2 separate regions of the Sus scrofa genome follow, and region 1 is linked to region 2. The links are chromatin contacts, called in public Hi-C maps. All regions are on one chromosome and are shown on one strand. Each heading gives the region's core, a stretch centred on a gene start, on an enhancer-like site or on the middle of the called end of the contact. The rest is flanking DNA. Distances are from core to core; before and after follow the strand shown. Region 1 holds the start of FAM162A (family with sequence similarity 162 member A). Region 2 holds the start of SEC22A (vesicle-trafficking protein SEC22a).

Region 1 (2,820 bases), core at 264-2,763, 900 kb before region 2:
CCTCCATGGCTCCAAATGTTCTGCCCTACCACAATAGTAAAACAAGTTTTTGCTTTATCAAAACAAAACAAAAAAAAGTAACCTCTCCTCCAGTTTCTTCTCATCTACAAATGCTTAACTTAAAGTAGGAGAAGAATAGCAGAAGCTAAGAAGTGAGTTCAGTGGATGGCTAAAATGTTGTTAAAACCCCTACCCACTCGGCCTGGGTTCAGCTTTACCGCCGAGGAACCACCTGGCGTTCCTGGGTGCAGTTAATCAAGGCTTGGGAGTCGCAGGGAGAACCATGACCCCAATGGAGCACCCTCACTCCCTAAGGCCAAGCTGTGCCCCCATGACCTCCAATGGCTCGAAAAAGGAGTTTTGAACTGCCCGATTCTGCCCCAACTGGTCCGCACTCCCTTCCAAGCTAGAGCAGGGAACAGGGGCCCAGAACAAAAGAAGGGGCACGCCTGCCACACGAAAAAAAACCCATCACCTGGAACTCGGCGAACTCCTCACAGTTCACACTGCCACTGGGCGCCGCCATATTGGACAAACACGAGGCCCCCGCCGCGAGCCAATCACCGCGGAGCAAAGGTGTCCGCGGCGCCGCCTGACCAAAAACAACTAGGGGACTCGAGACAGCCAAGCTCAAGCTTTGTCTTTTCCTATGCTCGCCACCCACACCGAAACTCGTAACGCTGCTATCCATCTTTTTATTCCTGTTCCTTTAAGATATCTTCTTGGAACCGGCCCAGATACATGGATCGAAGAAAGCCAGAACTTTAAGGGATCGTTTTTCTCCAATCCCTTTCTCTTACAAAAAGGGAAAACAGTTTCCGGGTCGCACCAACTAGGTTGTCCCAGGGGGAACTCTAAAGTCGAAGTGAGGTTTTTCTTAACCCTTCCATCCAGTCCCTAGAGCAAAGGAGCTTTTCAGAATTTGGGCCGACCAAGAAATGTAAAGAAAAGGTGTTTCTGGCAGTGTGGGGTAAAGGATGAATAAGGTAATAGGTATGGAAATAATGAAGTGTTTACTTCTACTTTAAAAAAATAGGCAAATAGAAAACAACATAGGAAGCATACATGTGAATTTCTCAGGTAGCAAGTCAGCAAGAGGTGAAAAACACTGGTCACTAGGAACCCAGTTATGTAGTTTTGATACAGGCGTATACGTATTCATTGAAAAATGAAAAAAAAAATGTATTGACTTACTGAATTACCGAGGCAGTGTGACTTTGGGATCTACAGTTCACAAAATTCCTACAATAAGCACATTACTTTGTTTCTATTTTAAACGAGTACTTTCTTAGATGCAACATTGCAAAACCCTTCAATAAACTCCAAAGGAATATTCTTAAGGACAAGTCCAGGATTAGGCGCCAAGCGGGGCGGAGCCCAGCGGGCCGGCAGAAGGTACAGTCTGACCTCCATGCACGATCTGCACGCTCTGCGCGTCACGCACGCCCCGCCCACAACCCCGCGCGCAAAGCACGACCCCTCATCCCGCAGGCCCCGCCCGCCGGTGCCTCTCGAGGCCTTACTTTCTCAGCGCTGGGTGACATTGAGCACAGAGCGCAGCCGCACCACCGCCGGCCTGGGCCTCTCTGCTGGTCCGCGGAGTGGGCGGCCATGGGGAGCCTCCGCAGCCTGCGCCTGGCGGCTGGTGAGACGCGGGCCCGGCTGGGGGTGGGCAATCGCTTTGCATGAAGGAATCTTTCAGCCTCCTCAGGCCTGTTAGGTGCTCTGTTTTATTAGGCATTCCCCTCAAGTAGTTTGGAATCCTACTCCCAGAGTAGCAATAGTGGGAGACAGCTGGGGCCTAGCGAGCCACTGGTAAGAAAGCACTGAGGGCTATCTCCGAGTGACCCTTCCACCTGGCTCTCCACCCACCCAGCTCCCACCTAGTTAAGGAGCCTATGCTCAGGGATCACTTTCCCCACCCCCATCCCCTCTGAGCTCACCTGTCATCTCTAGAACGTCCCCCCATTTCCTGATCCGTTCAGCTTCGTAACCTCCTGTCCCGTAGGTTACCTGAGTCTCCCGCCTGCTCCCACCCCCATCATCTCTAGAGTTAATCCCTACACTCAGAGAAAACTTGGAGTCTAGGGTTTCCTACCCATTCGTTATCTGAATAGGCAAGAGATTTAAGGTCTCATAGAGTAATTGCAATTGTTTTCTTAAAATGAGGTGTGTGTGCACATTTCTTTTATATAATTCTACAATAAAAGAGTTCCCGTTGTGGCTCAGTGGGTTAAGATCCGGACTAGTATCCATGAGGACGCAGGAGGGATCCCTGGCCTCCTTCAGTGGGTTAAGGATCCGGCGTTGACTCAAGCTTGCAGATTTAGCTCGGATCTGGTGTTGTGTTGGCGTAGGCCTGCAGTTGCAGCTCGGATTAGACCCCTTGCCAGGGGAACTTTCATATGCCTCAGGTGCAGCTCTAAAAAAAAAAAAAAGATTCATTTTCTCTTGAAGGAAAATGAATCTCTTGCAGTTTATGTAAATAGAGGGTCTGCGGTTTGTTTTCCTAGTAGACATTTGTGTAGTGACCATTTGGAGTTAGAGTTTAATTTACCTTCTTGCCTAGTAGGGGCTGAAAAATCAGAGTGTTTGCCTTTTGTCTCTTTTCTGGGCACCAGGGCAGATCATTCTATTGATCACCTTTATGAACTTTGATAAGGTGTAATGATTGATTCCTTAGTACCAAATTACTTAAACAGTTTTTTGTTTTGTTTTGTTTTGTTTTGCTTTTTTAAGGGCCACACCCTTTGCATATGGAGGGTCCCAGGCTATGGGTGGAATCGGAGCTTCACCTACTAGCCTACACCACAGCCATAG
Region 2 (2,793 bases), core at 292-2,791:
TATATTCTTTTTTTTTTTTTTTGCTTTTTATATGGAGGTTCCCAGGCTAGGGGTCGAATCAGAGCTGTAGCCCCTGGCCTACACCACAGCCACAGCAACTCAGGATCTGAGCCTCATTCACAGCCCATGCAACGCTGGATCCTTAACCCACTGAACGAGGTCAGGGATCAAACCTGCATCCTCATTGATACCAGTCAGATTCGTTTCCACTGCACTACAATAGGAACTCTCTGAACATTCTTATATATTCTTTTGATGAACATATGAGTACATTTCTGTTGCATATAGAGCTAGTGGTGGAATTGCTAGGTTGATCTACCCAATAATCACTGAAGTTATATAAGTAGTCCAGACATTTCTTCTGAACACCAGACACATATCCAAATCTGTCTGACATCTCCATTTATGAGCATCTCAAACTTCACATATCCAAAACTATTTGCTCCTCCTTCTATGTTCCCTGAATCAGTAAATGGCTTTTTAATTTATCTAGTTACTTATAGAGTCATCCTTAATGCTCTTCTTTTCTTTATCCTTCCCTGCAAACCAATCCATTATTAAATCTCTTGGGTTCCACCTCTAATTTATACATGTCTCAAAATTATCCAATTCTTTCTGTCTATACTGCCATCACCCTAGTTTAAGCTATGATCATCTCTGGCCTTGACTAATATAACTGCATTAGAAATGAACTTCTAGCAACCCCCTTTGCCCTCTTCCAAACTGTTCCCCATAAACAGTGTAAGTGAGCTTTTAAATATGTAAATCATATCCCACTTAACACTCTCTTGGCTGCCCATTGACCTTAGGATATGTTCCAAAATACAGTCTAAAATCTATAATGTGGCCAATAAGAGCCCGCATGGTTTGGCCTCTGCCTCAACTCGGCTCAGGTTTACACCCTACACCTCAAACATACTGACTTCCTTTCAGTTCCTGGAACACATCAAGGTCTTTCCTGCCGCAACAGCCTCAAACATAATGTTCCCCACCTGCAACACTCTTTAAGGCTCTTTCATATGCCCGGAAGCTTAAAAGGCACTTCTTCAAAGCGCTCTTCCCTGACAATCCTGATTAATCTATCACCGCTCCCACTAATTTTCCTTCGTAGAACTGATTACAATTTATAATTACGGAAAGATTTGTGCTTTAACATCTCTTGCTCCTATCACACTTTAGATTCCATCGTGTTAAGTTCACTTCTGGAACGCAATGCTTAATACCGCGCTCGGCACGTGGTACGCAGTGCTTGTTTAATAATGCATGACTGATGCAAAAGTTAGAAGGGGCCGCAGAAACAGTATCTGGCACTTCTTTGCCAAGGTTAGGTTCCTGCTCCTGTGTGGCGTTTTTATTCACTCACAGGGGGATTTCGCTGCTGTTCCTTCGGTGTTTGCTGTAGGGCCGCGTGAAAAACGAATTGCCTGCAGATACAGGTAGCAGGTGGGAGAGATCAGCCTTACTCGTGAGGGACAGCCTAATCTAAATTGAGTTTACGCTCCTTAGGCGCAGGAGCTTGAAAAGCTGCCAATCTGCCCTGGAGGGGGCGGGTCAGTGTGTCCTTGCCCCAGAACCTGATTGGCCTGGGCAAGCTCAAGGAACGAAGGCGGGGCTTGATCTCGCCGGGCGCCAGCCACGTTGCACGCGGGACTGCCCCGCGGAAAGGCCACTCCCCGGCCCCACAATGCAGTGCGGGTCGCGTCACTCGGAGCGGCGGGTCCCGGCTCGACAGGTACTGCCGTGCCCCTCCCAGTCCTTGTTTCTTCCTTCTCAGGGTCGCTCGAACCCCTGACGGCCCGCCGCCCCTTCGCTCTCCTCGTCGCCTGTCACAGCCCCGGCCCTCGCCCTCGGGAACACAGGCTTACTGACCCCCGGCGAGGACTAGGCTTGTGGAGTGTGGGCGGGAGCCAGGAGTCGTCCGAGCCGCAGAGCTTTGGAGGGTCGGGATCTCGGGACCTTCGTCCCCTGCAGCTTGAGGGATGCGTGGGCCCGCGTGGACGGCGGTTGCCCTTTGGCTGACCCGCGGGTGTATGGGGCAGCTTGGGCAGGGGGCCCGAGGAGGAGAGAAAGTCGCTATGGGCTGCCAGCTGTAGGGGGGCCGGGAGGTGGGCATTCAGAAACCCGGGGATCTTCCTGGGCTGTTTAGGTGACCCTGAGAGCTCGACATGACATTTCCTATTTCTTTTAGGCAAGGTGGAATTTGAACTCGTGGCTTACTTTCTTTACCTTTTGTGACATTGAATGAGCACTGAATCCAGAAATTTGGCCATGTTGGCTCATGGCAACTTTTAAGGCCCTGTTAATGGCACTTTGCGAAACGATGTGGCATAAAGGAGATCCGAGCAATTGCCTTGGCAGGTGGAAGAACCGAAATAGGAGGCTGAAACCCAGCCGGCGTTAATCTCTCTGCCAGTGAAAACAGCTTTGGCCTTTTCTCCTTCTTAGTTTCCTGGATCATCCACCTGGGGAAGTGGGAGAGCTTGAGAACCATTTCCTCCCATGCCTCTGCTGCAAAGGCAAAGCCCAGGGCTAAAGTGTCAGCCACCAGGCGGGAGATGTTGGGATCCCAGCTAACAGGTGGAACAGCCAATTTTTTGTTTTGTTTTGTTTTAAACTCTCTGAATCACATTTCAGGTTACTTGCATTTGCTTACTGCTAAGATATTAAAGAATGAGCCTATATTGAAAACAATATCTGCAGTTTCTGGGTTGTAGCTGAGTGTTTGAATCTGACATCTGTGACCATGCACTAACTTAAGGGACATCTGAGCATTTCCTGTGTTGAGAACCATGA

The links. Hi-C and Micro-C count contacts between places; a contact is called where the count stands out from the background.
Region 1: a Hi-C map of liver shows a contact between it and region 2, with 9 times the contacts expected there. The contact joins the promoter of FAM162A here to the promoter of SEC22A in region 2. A contact is called at or near these places in 1 of 5 promoter capture datasets (fetal liver) and 2 of 47 Hi-C or Micro-C datasets (heart right ventricle and liver).

Annotation. Positions count from the first base shown.
Region 1 is chr13:138,150,405-138,153,224 of Sscrofa11.1, reverse strand. FAM162A (family with sequence similarity 162 member A) reads left to right here and starts at 1,513. Exons shown (of 5, transcript NM_001243573.1): 1 at 1,513-1,645. The coding sequence starts at 1,612. It overlaps CCDC58 (coiled-coil domain-containing protein 58), which reads right to left and starts at 799. Exons shown (of 5, transcript XM_003358793.4): 1 at 476-799. The coding sequence starts at 691.
Region 2 is chr13:137,249,446-137,252,238 of Sscrofa11.1, reverse strand. SEC22A (vesicle-trafficking protein SEC22a) reads left to right here and starts at 1,541. Exons shown (of 7, transcript XM_021070245.1): 1 at 1,541-1,732.